Linked DNA regions of Mus musculus: region 1 is linked to region 2. Evidence: chromatin contacts called from public capture Hi-C data. All regions are on one chromosome and are shown on one strand. Each heading gives the region's core, a stretch centred on a gene start, on an enhancer-like site or on the middle of the called end of the contact. The rest is flanking DNA. Distances are from core to core; before and after follow the strand shown.

What was found. Capture Hi-C pulls out chosen DNA fragments and counts their contacts.
Region 1: a capture Hi-C map of bone marrow-derived macrophages shows a contact between it and region 2, with 9 times the contacts expected there. The contact joins two enhancer-like sites. A contact is called at or near these places in 1 of 39 promoter capture datasets (cranial neural crest), 1 of 115 datasets of contacts at active chromatin or transcription factors (fibro-adipogenic progenitors) and 4 of 9 other capture datasets (adipose tissue, bone marrow-derived macrophages, liver and 1 more).

The regions. Positions count from the first base shown.
Region 1 is chr14:48,187,690-48,190,892 of GRCm38.p6, reverse strand. The region is part of intron 2 of Peli2 (pellino 2); the gene reads right to left. Among named protein-coding and RNA genes, the nearest start is that of Gm52144, 17 kb to the left of the region's middle. Within about 2 kb of position 1,377, at least 56 of the 459 cell types and tissues checked have an H3K27ac peak or open chromatin away from gene starts, as enhancers often do. A contact at or near this core is called in adipose tissue, bone marrow-derived macrophages and fibro-adipogenic progenitors, where this site is marked.
Region 2 is chr14:47,862,225-47,865,426 of GRCm38.p6, reverse strand. No RefSeq gene overlaps it. Among named protein-coding and RNA genes, the nearest start is that of 4930447J18Rik, 35 kb to the left of the region's middle. Within about 2 kb of position 1,481, at least 83 of the 459 cell types and tissues checked have an H3K27ac peak or open chromatin away from gene starts, as enhancers often do. A contact at or near this core is called in adipose tissue, bone marrow-derived macrophages and fibro-adipogenic progenitors, where this site is marked.

The DNA of each region.
Region 1 (3,203 bases), core at 128-2,627, 330 kb before region 2:
AGGATAAGGACTGTATTCCTCTTGCTCAAAATTACCTGGGTATCCCAAGAGATCCTCAATAATCTTTAATAAATTATAAAGCCAACAAAGAAGCTCAAACATACTATAGTTTAACTATCTTATCACACTCTGAGTCAATGCTCTGTCCTTTTAACTGTTCAACCGTGAGACCAGCAAAACAAGACAAAAACACCAAACCATAACAACAACAACAGCTACAGTTCTCACATACATAAAATAAACAAATAAATCTTTTTTTAAAAAAGTCTCTTCCATTTTTTTTTAGTTACTTTAACCTCTGTAGAAAAAAATATGAACTGATTGCAGGCAGATGAGATTGCTGTACACTATTTGCAAGCTGGACTCTTGGTTAAACACCCCTTGACATTAGCTCAGTGACAGAGCACTTGCATGAAGATCATGGTATAATTCTCAACACCACAAAAAGTAAACTAACTAAAACTGAATTTCCCTTGTTGCCTCCCCATAAACCCAGAGCAACTAGGCAGCCCTGGGAGAAGCTTGCAGTGCAAAAGCAATGATTTACTGCACCTGCAGGCAATGCAAACAATGGCTTTAGGTGGAGCCTACCAACACAACTCAATCAAACATATAAGGAAATTGTTTTTTCCTTCCTCCCTGGAAGTTAACATCTGTATGGGAGGCCTTTGAAAATGATGGCTGAATACATGTGAAATTCACTCTACAGAGCAAGAGGAGATTCAGATAGAGCACAGGGCTACAAACCATCCTTCATCTAAAAGAATCCTGCGTTACCACTTGGCCGATGACTGACAGAAATGGCAGCTCGGTACTACCCTCTCATCTACCAAGTGAGTCTACTCAATGCCACCACCCATGCAAGGCAGAGTTCCTTCAAAGGTGAACTTCAGGAAGGAGTCATCACAGTTACCCAAACAAGCCTAGGCAGAACTTGCAGTCGGGCTCAGTCCCTGGATCCTGGAGCAGTGGCCAGTATAGTTATTTGTATGAGATGCCACCCATACTTGTTAGAAATGCCAGTTCACTGTTGCACATGCCCTGAGAAATCAACAGTGTGTGTATGTGTGTGGGGGGGGGCAGAGTAATTTTATAAATGTATTATCCTACACAAAATCTCCCTTCTTGATTTTTCCCAGCAGTAATGATTTTTAATTAAGCTTTAATTTTTAATTAACTCTCATCCACGATAGCAGGACCAACCCCACGGTTCTAGGTCCTTTAGGCTGACTCTGCTTATGCCCCGATGTAAGGCGATTACAAGAAGCCCGGCTGAAATGCCTCCTGCCTAAACAAAAACAGAAGGGAACATCAGGGACCAAGCAGAAGGGCCGTGCTCAGTTTCCAAATATGGGTATGTGGGTAGGGACAGACGCTCAGATGACTCAACCATATCACATGACCACTCTCATGAGAAAGACTGTGGGCAGTCAGCAACACAGAGACTCTTGGCTCTCACATACAACTTTAATAATATTCTGTTTGCTTAGAGAATTATGTCAGGAAGCGATATGAGCAGAAATTAGTAAAATTTAAGAAAAGATATTTAAAACAAAGAGTGAAGTAAAAAAAATCTACTTCTTTGAATATAAGTAAAATATGTTAGCAAAAGTATACATATTAGGAATACAAATACCATAATTTGTAGACCCAGATCATTAAATGAAATACATTTTGTTTAATGTATTATCTGTAACATAGTAAATTCATAATGTAAAGAAAAACTTTGCTTATTTGAGAAAAACAGGAGTAAAAAAGGAATCAGTAACTATACATACACACATATGTACATACACACCACACAACACACAAACACACATACATACAGAAATGGCATTTCCTTTACCAACAGAAACTATACAACACAGGAGTGCTCTGTCAGCTATTGTAACCTTTGGTAATCAAATTCTAATTTTTGAAGCTATTGAAGGTCTTTACAGAAACAAACCATATCATAAAAAAACAACCTAAGTGGAGATCCTGTTGAAACAGGCAGATTCAATGAGATAATCCTTACCTCCAATTAATCTACCAATTACATGTAATCCCTATCAAATTTTCAAAGTGTCTTTTGGTGGCATCTGTCAACTTAAGAGAAACAAAGCCAGAACAGTTAAGGACCCTGGGAGAAGCAGGTGAGGGGACTTAGCTCACCAGAGCTGAGGACTGCTCACGGCAGTGTGGCTCTGAGACAGTGAGAACAGACCATGGACAGGGAGAGCACTGCCCACGTGGGTCCTAAGAGTTGCGGTCATGTTCAACATGACTAAGAAAGTGTTACAAGCTAATGCAGACTAAGAAAGTGTTACAAGCTAATGCAAGAAAGCACAGAGACGCCTTGTGATGTACACTAAATCAAAATCCTCCTATAGCTTACGACCTATGCAAAATAGAACTCAGATGTTTAAAGTTCCATCTATGAAAGTAAAACCTTAAAAGACATTATTAGAAACCATCTCCAGGGGCCGGGTGTGGTGGCGCATGCCTTTAGTCCCAGCACTTGGGAGGCAGAGGCAGGTGAATTTCTGAGTTCGAGGCCAGCCTGGTCTACAGAGTGAGTTCCAGGACAGCCAGGGCTACACAGACAAACCTTGTCTCAAAAAAAAAAAAAAAAAAAAAAAAAAAAAAAAAGGGAAACCATCTCCAGGAAGGAAGGACGGAAGGAAGGAAGGAAGGAAGGTCAGTCAGTCCTCTCCATTGCATGAGAGCAGAGAAAGATGATAAATAAAAATAAGGCACAAATGTGTAAACAACCAAAGAAACTTAAAGAGATTGGCTAATCTAGCTATTATTTTAGCTTGGGGATCAAACTGCTCAGTAAACACAGACCTGTCAGTAGCTTCTTCAGAAACCAGAATACACAGGAGGCTTAGGAGGTTATCATGCGCAAATAGTGACCAACAGGCTTTTCAAGGAACACTTACTTTAAGGAGGGAAATCATTTATAATATCACTTGGCATTCATCCTATTGATTTGACTTTCCAATCTTGGAAGTTTTATTTTAAAAGGGCATTTCTGTCATCCATTGCATTCACCTGTTAATACAGGCAACACTGTGCCTCCAATTTCCAACCCAGGAATCACGTGAGCACTGTGGAGTTGACTGGAAGCTATGTTCTACCCACTGGGATGACAGAGGCCATGCAGTGGTGTCGTGCAGTGAAGAGAATTATCTACCTCAGCCTCACAGCCATAGATGACA
Region 2 (3,202 bases), core at 232-2,731:
GTTGAGTTCTATTTATGTTTCTTTTAAATATCACGTGTCTTTTATGGGTTTTGTCTTATCATGTGTCTTGTCTTAGTAGGTGAGGCTGTCCTAGTAAAACTTCACATGAATATGTATTAGCTGATATTATTTTGTCCATTGGCCTGAGTCTGTGAAAGTAGCAAGGAGTCACCAGAACAGCATCACAAGTTTTTTGGCTTTTTGTTGTTGTTGTTGTTGTTGTTGTTGTTGTTGTTTTGTTTTCTTTTGTTTTAATGGGGTCATGGCAAACTGGGCTTAGTTACATAATGTAAGGTGAACTAACATATGTGTGTCGTCATTAGTGAAGAATCTTTTATCATGTGTCTTTTTCACCTGTGTCCACTTCAGGAAAACACTCCTTTCCGAGTCTGCCCCAGCAAAACACCATCTGACACAACTGACTTTCTAAAGAATCTGTAAGTTTCTATTTCACCACAATGCGAAGCAACTATTTTCCAAATATCAGCAGAAAGAGTCACTGGGCAGAGGGCCACCTTCCCAGTTGTCACTACAGCCATGATAAGGAACACTGTCAAATAATGATAGCAGCTGAGATTCTCAAATGTAAAACATCCTAAAACTGAAGGAAAGAGTGACGGAAACTCACATCGTATAAATCTAAGAAACTATGATGGCATCAAGGGTCCAGAGCCTCAGATTTCCAAAGCCAGGCCTGGACTTAAAGCATGAAGAATGCAAACCTGTCACTTTTGACTGCATGCTTATACTTTCTAAGCTTCCGGGGTAGCAAAATTCAAAGCCATGAATCGGGTTGAAAAGCTTAGATCCTTTCCTTGGTGCAGCAATAGGACAGATCTACAAGGAACTTTTACATTGTAGTTCATCACTAACATTGTAATGTCCTAGAGAAACTTATAAATGTCACCTCAGTGTCATTTTGCACCAAAGTTTCCTCCATGACGAAGCCAGGGTGCCTTGAGCCTCAGAGGGATGCCAAGGTGGTACAGAATGGCTCACAGGTTTAGAATATGGTGCCAACAGGAATCTGAGTGTCTGGACTGAAACCAAACCCAAGATACTCCCCCCACCCCCCAAAAAACCCCACATGTTGTAACAAAATAGTATTTGGAGGAAAAAAAATACAGAAAAACCAAGCTTAGGGGAGAAGGCAAGTGGGAACTGGAGAGATCTGCCAACATGAACACTCATCTCAAAACCAAGGGCTTGGACCCAGGTGAGAAAGCCACTGTTACAGGTAGGCAGCCACCGGATACCCTCCAGAGAGAACGATTTTCAGTGGGCCACCAGCCTTTCCATGTACTTTTTTGATCTTGAAAAATGAAATATAATTGTCACATATTATGACAACCTCAAGGAGACTTCTAGTAGATAAAGCATTGAAGAGTGAAACTGTACCCACAAACACACACACTCCACACATTTCATTACTGACAAAAACGAAGAAACGAAGAGGGAAGTGTGTGCAGAGCGAGGATTGAACAGTGCTTCTTGCAATATATCGTGCATGAGAGAATTTGCTGAGTCACAGATTCTGGTCCACGTTTCGTTTTCCCTCCATTTTCCAGTCTGTTCTATTTTGTAATATTTATAGTCTGATAATGATGCTGCTGTGACTCTCCTTGCACAGCCTCACACCAACTCCTTCACCAAGAGCTGCATTTTGAGTCAGAAGACATCAGCTAAATTGAGATTTACAAAGAACTTAATAAATACAAATAGAAATAGGTGGACCCTGGATACTATATTCTGAGCATTCTCTTTCTTTATGTGCTTACAAATTATACACCAGCTTGCAGAGTGTCTCAAAGGAGCGGGGTGTAAATCTCAGAATCCCAGCACCTTGGAGATGCTTCCATCTGAAGCCACTAATTAGGGCGGTTAAATGTTGCTTTCCTCACGGGCAGGCTCCGTCTTTGCAGGTGCTAGGAGCTAAGTGTGGGAAAGAGTGGGTATTACCTGAGAATTACAACAATAGATGAATGACATTAAAAAAAAAGTCCCTAATATATTCCAGACACAGACTTTAAATGAATCTAGCAGTGGACAGGGTCTAGTATGCTGTGAGCCAGAGTCTTTGGGAACATGCTGTTTTGTGGTTTACAGGGAAACAGGCTGCTTTGTGGTTTGCAGGCTCATGAGTGAGTCAGAATTGGCCTCATTGCTTCACTTTTAAAGCCATTACTTGGCACCATCACAGTGACAAACCAACGGCCCAAAATGCGATTAGCTATTATACATCCTCGTTAAGCAACAGCCTGGTTGCCCCTGGCATACATGTGAGATGCAGTAAATGTGACAAGCCTCACTGTGCAGCAGGTCCCGGTTCAGATGAGATAAGGAATTCACGTTGCACAAAACATTTTTTTCCTGTAAACTCCAAAAACTATTTCAAAAAATCCACTGCCAAAATTAGAGAGATGTTTTATAGCATAACATAAATGTACTGTCTAAGAGGTTCTGGGCTCCCTCTGGAACTGTATGATATTTTAATAATATTTATCATTTTTCTTCTGTACTTAAAAAGTATGGTCAGAAATGCACAACACATAAATTGGTTTCTCTGGCCTTTGTTTTTGTTTTTGTTTTTAATGTTTGTATTACATCATTTTAGTGGCTCTTGAATTCTGACAAGACGTTATCAGCTCTCCAAAACTGATGCCATCTCCCTGGGGCATGAGACTGGAATGTGTAAAAAGCTAAGATACCCTTCCCTTCCTAACTCAAGCCCTAAGAAGAGGAAAGCCAGGTTTTTATTGCCTGTCTGCAAATGCAGAGCAAGTACCTGACCCAACAAAAGGTCTCTATTAATTCAAATAGCCAAAGTCACCAATATGAGTGACTGAAATATCCACTGTCCTAATTCCCTGCCCTGCCTCACCCCTCCCAGCTGGATCTCAGCCGCAGACGTGATGTCTCCCCGTTTCCTGAATGCTTAGCTGTAGGACTCACGTTGCTTTCCATGATAAGCGGGTTTCAGAGTTTGTGAGCCCCGATCTTTTAGGTTTCACTTGTAGTGTGGGATACGCACGATTAAGACCAGTGGCGGACAGACATGCTGACAACCTCTGTCAGTGTCCTTCCTGTCTTAGTTACTTTTCTACTGTTGTGACAAAGCACCACAACCAAGACAACTTATAAAAGGAAGCATTTAACTGGGGGCTTGCTTACAGCTTTGAGAGGGTTAATCCATGACCGTCAT